Linked DNA regions of Bos taurus: region 1 is linked to region 2. A link is a contact called in public Hi-C data. All regions are on one chromosome and are shown on one strand. Each heading gives the region's core, a stretch centred on a gene start, on an enhancer-like site or on the middle of the called end of the contact. The rest is flanking DNA. Distances are from core to core; before and after follow the strand shown.

Region 1 (6,194 bases), core at 3,417-5,916, 36 kb after region 2:
GTTTTTTTATCTGTTTGAAGTGGAAGTGTAAATCCAGCGCCTTTTCTCATCCACCTTGACCAGAAGTAGAGATTGGTAGTTATTATTATTCTACTATTTATTCAGAATACCTTGTGGGCACCTACACGCACCAGGCACTGCCCTAGGTGCTGGGTATACAATGAACCAACAATAATGGTCCCCAGACTCAAGGAGAATCTGTCTTATGGGGATCAACTTGTGGCGAAAGGCAATCACTGTGCAGGTCCCTGGACTTAGCACATAAACATGAATCATATGTGGTCCTTCCTCTCAAGGAATTCAGAATTAGGGAAGACAAAGAAGGCAAATTTCTTAACCCAATGCAGACTGTAAAAAGGGTTATGTGTGAGAGACAAAGGTTCTGGGCATATTTAGGAAGAAGTAATAAGTTCTGACTGGAGGTATAAGGGGAAATCTCAAGGGAAAGGTGACATTTGACTTGAGCCTTGAAGAATGTGTGCAATTTTGAGTGGAGAAGTAGAAAAAGGTAGAATGCTCAAGGTGCTTTTAAACCTGAAAGCAGTTAATCATGATTGCTCCTAGTAGACACAGCCATCAACTTGCTCTTCCCTGCCAACAGAACTCTAACCACGTGGTTCACAGGAAGCTACATATCTTCCATCCCCAGGAAGTGAATTGTGATTTGCCTAAATCAGCCCTGGAAATTCCAGTCCCCTTGCCTGTCACTGGATCTGGCATAGGCCTGTGACACACTTCTGGCCAATGAGATGTGAAGGGATGTCTGCTGGAAAAATCTTCTTCCCAATATAGAGAGGAAACACTTTTTCCCCCATGCCTCTCAGAGAAAAAAACAAAACAGAAAACCTGGTTCCTTACTGACGTCATCAAACCACTTGAATGAAACACTCCGAAACTGATCTAACACGAGACTTTTTGTTCCATAGATGACAAGGTTTTCCTATTGTTTTAGTAACTTCTGGCTGGATTTTGTTTTGATGACATTATTTGCAGCCAGAAATAGCAGATTAGCATACTAGCTCACCTTTTTGACATTTGCTTTTCCTTTCCACTGGTACAACCTGCTGTTAAATGTCACTCCCCTTGCTTCTGCTTCCTTTGCCTCATCAGGAATAAAGATTAAAAATGACAGCATACTTAGCTATACATGCACATAGGAAGAAATAGAAGGCAATTTTTAAGATGAAAGAAAGCAATTACACAGTGAAACACCTTGACTGTTTAATATCATCACTTACTCCTGACCCTCTGGTTGAGAGGACTTAACTCTCATAGGATAGTAGAGGGATGAAAATATAAAAGAAGAGAATGTAGGGGACTTCCCTGGTGGTCCAGTAGTTAAGAATCTGTCTTGCAATGCAGGCGACCGTGGGTTCAATCCCTGGTTGGGGAACTAAGATCCCACAAGCCGTGAAGTAACTAAGCCTGTGTGCCCCAACTACTGAACCAATATGCCACAACTAGAGAGTCTGTGCACTGGAGCAAAAAACCCCCCATGATGCAAATAAGACCCTACGCAGCTAAATAAATAAATAATAAGTGGATACCAAACAGAGAATGTAGGCAAGCTCAGGGGAAATGATGTAAACTTCCCCCTGCACAGCAGTGCTGGAATTCTCTTGTAATTCCCACGGGAGCCAAGACTACCTCTGGAACAATCTAACTGTTGAAAACTACTAGTGTCTGGCAGGAAACCAACTAGAATTGGGGCAAAGGATGTGCAATTCTCAATCCCTGGGGTCAGGGCCTGCCGCTGGCAATGTTGCAAAAAGTAAAGACTGTCTCTAGTCTCCACCCACTTTCTCATTTCCTCCGTCCTTACTGTGGTGTTGGAGAAGACTCTTGAGAGTCCCCTGGACAGCAAGGAGATCCAACCAGTCCATTCTAAAGGAGATCAGTCCTGAATATTCATCGGAAGGACTGATGTTGAAACTGAAACTCCAATACTTTGGACACCTGATGCGAAGAACTGACTCATTTGAAAAGACCCTGATGCTGGGAAAGACTGAGGTGGGAGGAGAAGGGGATGACAGAGGATGAGATGGTTGGATGGCATCACCAACTCTCTGGGAGTTGGTGATGGACAAGGAGGCCTGGCGTGCTGCAGTCCACCGGGTTGCAAAGAGTCGGACATGACTGAGTGACTGAACTCAACTGAACTATCCTTCTCTTTCTCTAGCTCTGACCTTTTTCTGTGCTTCTTTCCACTCTGCCTCTTGGCCCACCTCCACCCCCTCCCCCCTCTCCCCACTCAACAAATCTCATCTTGCCTGTCACAAGAACACAGAAGGTACTAAGTTACCTGCCTCAGGGGCCATGCCTTTTTTTTGGGAGCTCTTACAAACCCAAAGTAATGCTTCTCTATTGTTTGAAATCCTAACCTCTGGACAGGCAGTGGGCGACTCACTACTCAAGCACAGCACTTTCTGTCTAATGCAAAGGCAGTGCTGGTGGGGTGAGGCACCAAAGAATATGTCCCTCTGCCAGGTCTCTCTTCCAGCTGATGGGAGGTACAGGATCACAGGGACATCTCCTCAAGTTCTGCTGCTGTCAATTCACACAAGACCTTATCCTCTCATATATTCAGACCCCTGCTGTCGGGCTTATCCCCCTCACCTTTTGTCTCTGTTTAAATGTCCCTTCTTCCAGAAGGCCTTCCCTAATCCATCCCCTCCACCATAGTCCATGATACTGAGTCCTTCCTAACTTGTCATGCTGATTTGCAATCTGTGGCTACTCAGTAAATCAGTACCCAGCCTAGCCCTGACTGCTCAGTATATTGAATGAATGAGTAAGTGAGTGAATATTTGTTCACATACACTACAGCTCTACAGAAACCATGACTGTCATGTTCCCTTTTGTATCCTCAGCAGCCAGTCCAGTGCTTAGGTCATGGATCATTATTCACTAACCGATTGAAAGAAGCCTTCAAAAGATGGGTACTTGGATCTATACTGCTGTTGATAATGTCCTGACATCCTTATTGTAAGAGCAAAAAATACAGCCCAGTGGATTCTAGAGAATCAGGGATGGGAGACAGAGCAAGATGGTGGAAAAGCTCTGGGAGCACAGCTGTCCCGGGCAGGGGGCGGTGGGAATGGGGGGTAGGGGTCCTCTTCAACCACAAGTAAGTTTAGTTTCCTAGGGATTCTTAACCTGAGGCACACGAGTGGGGCTTCCAAAGAGCCATGCATCCTCTGTCACTTCAATCAAACATTCAAGCCAGCAGCTCTGGGTACATTTTTCTATAAGAAGGTCCACAGTTTCCAATGAGTTTCAAAAGGCTGTGACACACGAAGAATTAGTGGTTCACCTGAACTGTCCTGTATGATAGCCACTAGCCACGTGTGGCTATTTAAATTTCAATTTAAGTTCAACTATCAATGCCTCAGTTACTAGCTACCTGTCTGGTGTGCTCACTAAAGGAAGTAACTGAAAGTCACTCAGTCGTGTCCACCTTTTTGCGACCCCATGGACTGTAGCCTGCCAGGCTCCTCTGTCCATGGGATTCTCCAGGTAACAACACCTCTCTAGGGGAACTTCCCAACCCAGGGATCGAATCCAGGCCTCCCGCATTGCAGGCGGATTCTTTACTGAGTCATCACTAGCCACTCCCTATTGGGCAGCCCAGATACAGAACGTTTTCATCACTACACATAGTGATGAAAAGATACAGATAAGATTTGTTCAAGACAAGCGGTATTTTTGTAAAGTGAGTTGCCATCCTTTAGAAATGAAAGCGGACATCCAAGATCCTGATTCTTTTGAGATCTGCTTGGGGCCTGCACTTCTGCTGGCAGCGGGAGTGCACAGGGCTGCTCAAGGTAGATGGTCCCGCCTCATGTTGAAGTCATCTGGCCCTCCTCCAGCACCAGGTTTGCGACCCTGGTTTCCAGAAGACCTCGCCCACCCGGGTCTCCTTCCAGTCTCTTGAATTTGTAACCAGACTCCCAGGTTTGGTTAAGAGAGTGAAAGTCGCTCAGTCCTGTCCGACTCTTTGCGACCCCATGGACTATACAGTCCATGGAATTCTCCAGGCCAGAATACTGGAGTGGGTTGCCATTCCTTCTCCAGGGGATCTTCCCAACCCAGGGATCGAACCCAGGTCTCCCGCATTGCAGGCGGATTCTTTACCGTCTGAGCCGCCAGGGAACCCCAAGTTTGGTTAAGTGGGGTTGAGTTTGTTTTAAGAGCACATCTTGAGGCGGGGTCTAGAGCTGAGTCGGAAGTTGGGGCGGGTGCGGGGGGCAGCGCCTCCCTCCTCTCAGTTCTCCGGAACTGGAAAAAGAGAGAGGGAGTTTTACCCCGAACATCTGTTGCTCGACAAAGAACTTCCCGGTCTTCTAAGGAGCCCTCCAGTCTCCGGCCCAGTCCGCCTGGGCCCGCCCCTCGCTACGAGATCGCGGGGAGGGGCCCAGGCGAAACCCGAGCCCCGCGCCCACCACCCGGGCGGGCGACGTGGCTCCGCGGCTCCGGCCTCCCCCCGCAGCCCGGCGGCCAATGGGCTCGTGAGCGGGGCTGTCCGGCGCTCTCCTGCCCGCCGCCCGGGGCGCGCCCCTCAGCTCTGGCACGGGGCGGGCGCTGGCCGAGGGGCCGGCCCGTCCCCTCCCTCCCGGCGCCGGCCCTGGCCCCAGCCCCGCCGCCGCCGCGCGCGCTCTAAGCCCCCATTCCCGAGCCGCCGCTCGTCGCTCGCTCGGAGCCTTCCCGCGGGCCGCGCTCTCCTCCGGACGATGGCGCGCGGCGGCCGCGGTCGCCACCTGGGGCTGGCCCTGGGGCTGCTGCTGGCGCTGCTGCTGGCGCCTCCGGCGCTGTGGGCCAAGCCCACCGTGCGCAAGGAGCGCGTGGTGCGGCCCGACTCGGACCTGGGCGAGCGGCCGGCCGAGGACAACCAGAGCTTCCAGTACGACCACGAGGCCTTCCTGGGCAAGGAGGACTCCAAGACCTTCGACCAGCTCACCTCGGAGGAGAGCAAGGAGAGGCTGGGGTGAGGCCGCGCTCGGGGACGCCGCAGGTGCCGGCGGGGCCCCTCGGGCCGGAGCCGCCCTGGGCACCGGCCGCAAAGCGAAAGCGAAATCGGCGCCGGGACCCGAGGGCGTGGGCCGGGCGGGCCGGGCGGCGGGGCTGAAGCAAAGTTTGCCCGCGGGCGCCGGGACCTTGCATGGAGATCGCCGCCCAGGGCCGGGATGGCTTGCCGCGGGGAGGCGAGAACGTGGCAGCGGTCTCCGGAGCCAGGACGGCCAGGGCCCGCCCCCTCCCCCGGGTTGCATCAGAAGAGAGGGGAGGGAGCGTACAAAAGAAGAATTTGTCCACGGTGGCCTTTTAGTGATAGGAGTTCTTCCCCACCCTCCTGGTTTCTGTCTTCTCCCATTCCAAGAGGGGAGGCAGGAGACACTGCTAAGGTCTCAAGGATGATCGTTAATGGATAAAAGAGGAAGGGGCAGGCGGAGGCTTGATTCCTGGACCGTGTCCCAGGGCTGGGACTGAGGTGTTCTTGTCTTCTGCTCAGTCGCCCCCATATCTGAAGTAGGGAGTATGAGAATCCTGCTATTAAGAAGGGAGGGGCATTAGGAGATAGGGATGGAGGGGTGGGAATGGAAACTGGTCCCTTCGTTTCTGTCTCCAGCATCTTCTGTTGGCAGCCGAGGGCAAAAGGCTGGAGGGTGGTGTGATGGCAGGTTGTGAATTTCACCCTTGAACGCAGCTGAGTCAGGAACCAAGCCTCGGAAACAAAACGTGGGTACATCTCAGTGCACCCTCTGCACAGGCCCTGGAGGGACACTTGAGCGCTGTCAGAGGTTCTCTGGAAACCCTTCCACAGAGGAGTCTACAGCCAGCCTGAGCCCTGATGGAGACCTGGCTGGGGAGGGTCCCAAGAGCCCTGCCTACTGGGCACCAGGCCTCCAGGAATCTGCTTCCCAGGGGTGGAGGTCTTTCTGCTCTGCTACAGGGAAAAAGAACACAGCCGTCCCTGTGCGGATGGGGCCACCAGAGGCCAGTGTGATTGGACAGACTGTGAGGCTAAATTACACCTATTGTGTAGGTGCACCATCTGCCTGCGCTGATAGAAAGGATCTTTGAACTTCAAAGTCACCTCCTAACAATCACGTTTTATTCTGCAGAGAAGTACTTTCTCTTCTAGTTTGAGTCTTAACAATGGGGGCCATTGATGAGTTCAGTCCATTGTATTGCTTTGA
Region 2 (6,259 bases), core at 594-3,093:
GAATTTATATAAAAATTACAGCTTTGTTGTGTTTCACACTATATATAGTAATTTAATCATTTGCAGCTGATTAATTTCAGTGAAGGAAAATGTAGCATTATGCATCCCTAATGGAGTTCCAAGGTTTGAATTCTAATCGTGAGTTGGGCACAATTTAAGTCTAAATTAGCAATTAGCTTGGGCAAAGGACACTTAGGTTAAAATGGAGTCATCTGTTGATGAGTACTGAGTCAACAAGAGAGCAGAAAGGAAGATCACCAGAAAAGTGTTTGCCACAGAACACTCTTTGCTGGGTTCATCATTATAATTCCTTACATTAGCAGAATGCGGCTGTGCATTAGAAAACAATTTCTTGTACGTTTATCTCATATGCATTGGTCTTCATCTAAGTCTATATGTGGGTATTTGCGCTCCATCGTATAGTGAAGAAACTGATACTCAGAAGAAGTAAGGTCGCGGAAAAGAAGAGCATTTATGGTGGAGGATTTGAACCCAGTGTTCCAGTTAAAAAGCCAGTATTCTTTCAACCTCAAGATATTTTTGGGGGAAATTTGCTCCAGTGGCAGGAAATTGGAGGGAGAGAGGCACGTGGGGCTGGAGTGGTTATTCTTCTAGTTTCCTCACTTTGGGCTTCCCTGATAGCTCAGTTGGTAAAGAATCTGCCTGCAGTGCAGGAGACCCTGGTTTACTTCCTGGGTTGGGAAGATCCCCTGAAGAAGGGAAAGGCTACCCACTTCAGTATGCTGGCCTGGAGAATTCCATGGGCTGGATAATCCATGGGGTTGCAAAAAGTCGGACACGACTGAGCAACTTTCATTTCACTTTCCTCGCTTCAGAGCTGTCAGGAGCTGGCTGTGCCCTTCACCTGGAGCTCACAGCTCCTGTCAAGTGGCTACACTGCCCTCTCTGTGTCCAGGCTTTACTAATGCCCCTCTCCTTGCCCCTTCAGGCTCAGGGTGGTCATGGTGCCCACTGTTACCAGCCCTGGGGCACTGCCTGTCCTTTCTGGCAGTTTCCCTGCAGCCCGTCCTCCCTGTGAGCAATGAACAACGCAGAAAAGACCTGCCCCAGTTCAACCAGGCAAAGGTTGCTTTCAAGGAAATGGACACAAGAAAGATGGAAGATAGGAAGTCGTTTAATATTTTATTTAAGCACCTAGAGGCAATCAAGACAGGAGTAAAGAGCTATAGTGTTACACTCTTCAAACAAATAGAAGAGAACGTGCCATGTTTCTAGAACCTCCCATCTCTGCTCCTGCAAACTGCTGACTCCTTGTGCTGTCCCCAGATATCAGGGCTCTTGGGATGCAATGACACAAACTCAATTTAAATGGACATAAATTAAAAAAGTGAACTTATTAGTTCATGGACTCCAACTTCGGGGAAAAAATGCATGGATCCAAGCTCAGGAAAGTCAGGATCCAAGACCTCCCCTGCTGGAACTGTCGGCTCTTCCTTTTTTTCTTTGTTTCTCCCTGAAGTTTGTCTTTACTCCTCTGACAGATGCAGCCTTGTCAAGTGATGCCAATTGACAGAAACAAAATTAAAACTCTATCATTCAGATCAGAACTGGGGATCTGAAGTGAAATTCACTGAATCAGAGTCTTGGCAGGAAGCAGGATTTCTCAGATGGTTTAATTAAGGAGATTTTTAACTAAAGGACTCATGGACAGTGTTCACTGTATACAAACAAGAAATATTGAAGCACCCAGACCTGAAGAGGAGGAAGCTAGCTGCACTGTGGAGAGCGCGGGGTGGGGCCTCCAGTGATCAGGGACACAGCTACTGCCAGAAGCAGGGGAGTTGGGGCACCCTGACCTCTCTTCCCCTGCCCTTGGATGACTTGCCAGTAACATGCTCCCATGGGCACACCCAACCAGAAACCCAGTTGCAAGGGAATTGAGGTGGTGCAGGGTTCAGGGTCAGCCTCCCAGGGTGACAAAATAGGACAGTTATGGCAGAAAGTGAAACTCAGAGGAGAAAGAGAATAACCTGCATGTTCGTCTTGTATCTCTGCAAGAGTTGGGGGATTGGAAGAGTAAACATACTTGAGTGTTTTAATTTTATAAGAGAATTTCCTTATAAATATAAGAGAATTTCAACTTCAATGAAATAATTGACTCAAGCAGGGATCATCCACAAATGCTAAAACCATTAAATAAAATACTGATTGGGCTTCCCTGGTAGTTCAATGGTAGAGAATCCCCCTGCCAATGCAGGAGATGCACTGTTCAATTCCTGGATCGGGAAGATCCCGTGGAGAAGAAATGGCAACCCACTCCAATATTCTTGTCTGGAGAGTCCCATGGACAGAGAAGCCTGGCGGGCCATAGTCCACGGGGTTGCAAAAGAGTCGGACAGGACTTAGTGACTAAACAACAACAACAACAAAATGTTGGTTGGTCATCAGGACGTTTACATGATCTCAGGGTATCTTCCCAAAGACTTCTCGTTAATTACCAAAGGGAAGGTATCTTCACAGTGGAGAGACCTGCCAGAGAGCTGCTTAACGAAGCCATCAAGCTTAGCATCACTCAGCGATCAAGGGACACAATGACACTACATGCCTTCTTGTGAGATGCAATGGGAAGCACACAACCTCCCCTTTGTTGTGTGCTCCAACATGTTTAAGAAAGTGAAAGTCGCTCAGTTGTGTCCAACTCTTTGTGACCCCATGGACTATACAGTATTCTCCAGGGCAGAATACTGGAGTGGGTAGCCTTTCCCTTCTCCAGGGGATCTTCCCAACCTAGGGATTGAACCCAGGTCTCCCACATTGCAGGTGGATTCTTTACCAGCTGAGCCACAAGGGAAGCCCGCCAAAATGTTTAAGCTGAGTCTAATTCAGAGAAAAGGACCAAGTAAGTCCAGATCACAGGGCACTCTTCAAAAAAGTTAGTGCCCTGAACAGCAACAGCCGCAAGGAGGGGCTAAACAGAAAAGACTACCGCACACAACTTGGATGAATCTCAGTGTTGAATAAGAGAAGCTAAGTTCAAGAAGGGTATGTAAAACATGATTCTATTTCCATAAAGTTGGAAGACAAAACTCATTTAAGTATTAGGAGCCAGGACAGTGATTTCCCTCAGGGAGTGATGTCAAGAAGGGCACCCAAGAAAGAATTCCAGGATGCTGATGTTCAGTTTACCTTAGTGCCTGTTACAAGAGTTTATTCCCTCTATGAAAGCCTATTGTAGTGAGTCCACTCTGTGTGTGTATGTGTGCATGTGTGTGTATTAGGGAGAGAGATAACATTAATGTGGCAAAATACCACCAACTGATGAATCTAGGTGAAGGATCTGTGAGTATGCATTATCATTATATTGCTTTCTAACTGTTCTCTAGGTTTGAAATTTTTGAAAGCAAAAACTTGGGGGTGGGGTGGGAAATAGGAAAGATTTTGAATTATTTTTTAAATGTTACACAACAAAATAACTGACATATTATTCATCAGTAGACATTACAGCGAGTTCACATCATTGACACACTTATTTAAATATATGCAAACTGCTCACACTTAGCTAAAATAAAACAAAGAACAAAAAGCAGAGCTACTTTGCATTTATTATGATTCCTAAACAGAAGCCGAGTATCTCATCTGGTGCGCAAGTATAGAAATAGCAAACTGTTCCGATGTTCACAGAAAAACTGTTGTGTTGGACATATTAAGTTGTAGCTTGGGATCCACAAAACCATACCTATGGGATTTTGAATTCTCAGCTCAGTTCAGTTCAGTTCAGTCGCTCAGTCGTGTCCAACTCTTTGCAACCCCATGAATTGCAGCACACCAGGCCACCCTGTCCATCACCAACTCCTGGAGTTCACTCAGACTCACATCCATCGAGTTAGTGATGCCATCCAGCCATCTCATCCTCTGTCATTCCCTTCTCTTCCTGCCCCCAATTCCTCCCAGCATCAGGGTCTTTTCCAATGAGTCAACTCTTCACATGAGGTGGCCAAAGTACTGGAGTTTCAGCTTTAGCATCATTCCTTCCAAAGAACACCCAGGACTGATCCCCTTTAGAATGGACTGGTTAGATCTCCTTGCAGTCCAAGGGACTCTCAAGAGTCTTCTCCAACACCACAGTTCAAAAGCATCAATTCTTTGGCACTCAGCTTTCTTCACAGTCCAACTCTCACATCCATACATGACCACTGGAAAAACCATAGCCTTGACTAGACGGGCCTTTGTTAGGGTTAGTTTAATGGCCAGTGATCTTTACTCTGCTCAGTAAATTTAGAACCCAACTAACTTAAGTTGTGCCATCCCTGGCTATGTTGACCATTACAGGGACCTTGTTTTCCTTTAAAATACATAGTCCTCTTTGGGTAGAAAGAGCTTATCAGCTCCCCATACTCTGGTGTTTTTAGGCTCAGGCATGGATAGAAAATCTCAGAAGAGGGCAGATAAGAAAAGGGGGAAAAGCTCTATTTGTTTTAATCTATTTCTGTTTCAAAATAACATACTAGCCAGAAGCCAGCAGAGGATCCAATGAAGATCCAATGGTTCTTACTGTCAAAGATCATCATTGCATAATCCTTATGTGTCCTCCTGCCCTCATCCTTTTAGCTGCCAAGGCTTCAGGAGAGCAAGCACTGTGGCCTCTGGGCACTTGGGTCTGAGGAAGAGGCAGAATCTGCCCGGCTCTCCAGTATCCCAATGCCAACACAATAGGCACCTTTGGTTCAGCCCAGCTGCCAACCATCTGTGAGCCACTGTTCAGCTAGAATGTAGTAGATGCTCATTAAATGTTTGTTAAATCAATGAGTAGGCTATGGGGAGAAGGGCTGCAGAAGAAGCTGGAGGAGTCATTTTCATGGAAGATTCTATGTAACTTGAAGGGATCTTTGCTCACTTCTGCTTACAACCCAGCTCTTGAATCCTTGAGGATGCCATCCTGGGAGCAGTAGAGACATACTCCTGGCATGGATATCAATATCCTTACCTCAAGTGAATGTGCACGTAACTGACATCTGCAAAGGGCCAGGGTAGGAGAGAATGACCATGGCTGTGCAGCAATTTAAAGACGACAAATTTCTGAGTCTATGTGTGATACCTCCTGGGAGTCCTTGACTCAACATCTGTAGGGAACAGAGGCTCTGGCAGCATATAAGAGAGAGTCAATGAAACTGCCAACTGCAGGGCTTCAGACTTCTAGCCTCTGTAATCATGTGAGCCAATTCCTTATACTAAATCTCTTTGCATGTACAACTTGAACTCAGTATTGTGAAACTGTGGACTGTAACCTGCCAGGCTACTCTGTCCATGGGATTCTCCCATGTGTTTACATACACATTTCAAACATATATATGTGAAAGTTGCTCACTCGTGTCCAACTCTTTGTGACCCCATGGACTATACAGCCCATAGAATTCTCCAGGCCAGAATACTGGAGTGGGTAGCCTTTCCCTTCTCCAGGGGATCTTCCCAACCCAGGGATCAAATCCAGGTCTCCCGCACTGTAGGCAGATTCTTTACCAGCTGAGTTACAGGGAAGCCCAAAATGTGTGTGTGTATATATATATATACACACACACACACACACACACACACGTGTGTGTATGTGTAGCTGTGTATGTGTGTGTGCCCAGGTATGTGTGTGCCCTTGTGTGTGTACAGTATCATCATTTTGTTTCTCTGAAGAACCCAGACTAAGAACTTAGATCACACAATTGTATGATAAACACTCCTGGTTGCCTGTCTACCAAGTTTGCTGAGATCCCTCCCTCCACATCTCAGCAGAGAGACCCCCGCTTCATGTTCCCTTGCTAGGAGGACCCACCTCTCCCAGTGGAAACTCAAAATGCCAAACCCTCACCTTACCAGCTCCCAGTACATTCAGAGCACAGGTGAACAACGCAGACCCTGCCTTGTGAACCTAAAGGAGAGTTTACCAGGGACTACAAGGAAACATTTCTTTCCTAGAAAAGGAGCCACCCAAGGGGAAATGTTTTCCTCCAGCTCTGGGTAGAGTTGCACTTGCCCAGTGCCAGAAACTTTGGTAACGTCTAGCCATCAGGAGTGAGACATGGCCTTTGTGCTAAGCAAAGCAGAGCAGAAAGAAACAAAACACAAGAATTCAGAATTCATGCGAATACTGTAGAGCTGCTGAATTAACCATCCAGAAATCACCCTGCCTCCAGATTTCTTATGTGACATAACAGACATTCTTATTGTTTGGGTAAGCGCTTAGTCGCTCAGTCATGTCTGGCTCTTTGTAACCCTTTGGAATGTAGCCTGCCAGCCTCCTCTGTCCATG

Evidence for each region. Hi-C and Micro-C count contacts between places; a contact is called where the count stands out from the background.
Region 1: a contact with region 2 is called in a Hi-C map of liver, with 2.7 times the contacts expected there. The contact joins the promoter of RCN1 here to the enhancer-like site in region 2. A contact is called at or near these places in 2 of 11 Hi-C or Micro-C datasets (liver and skeletal muscle).

The regions. Positions count from the first base shown.
Region 1 is chr15:62,849,797-62,855,990 of ARS-UCD2.0, forward strand. It overlaps RCN1 (reticulocalbin 1), which reads left to right and starts at 4,667. Exons shown (of 6, transcript NM_001103221.1): 1 at 4,667-4,984. The coding sequence starts at 4,731.
Region 2 is chr15:62,816,713-62,822,971 of ARS-UCD2.0, forward strand. All of the region lies in intron 2 of LOC101902235 (a long non-coding RNA gene), which reads right to left. Among named protein-coding and RNA genes, the nearest start is that of TRNAR-CCU, 17 kb to the right of the region's middle. Within about 2 kb of position 1,844, at least 3 of the 102 cell types and tissues checked have an H3K27ac peak or open chromatin away from gene starts, as enhancers often do. A contact at or near this core is called in liver, where this site is marked.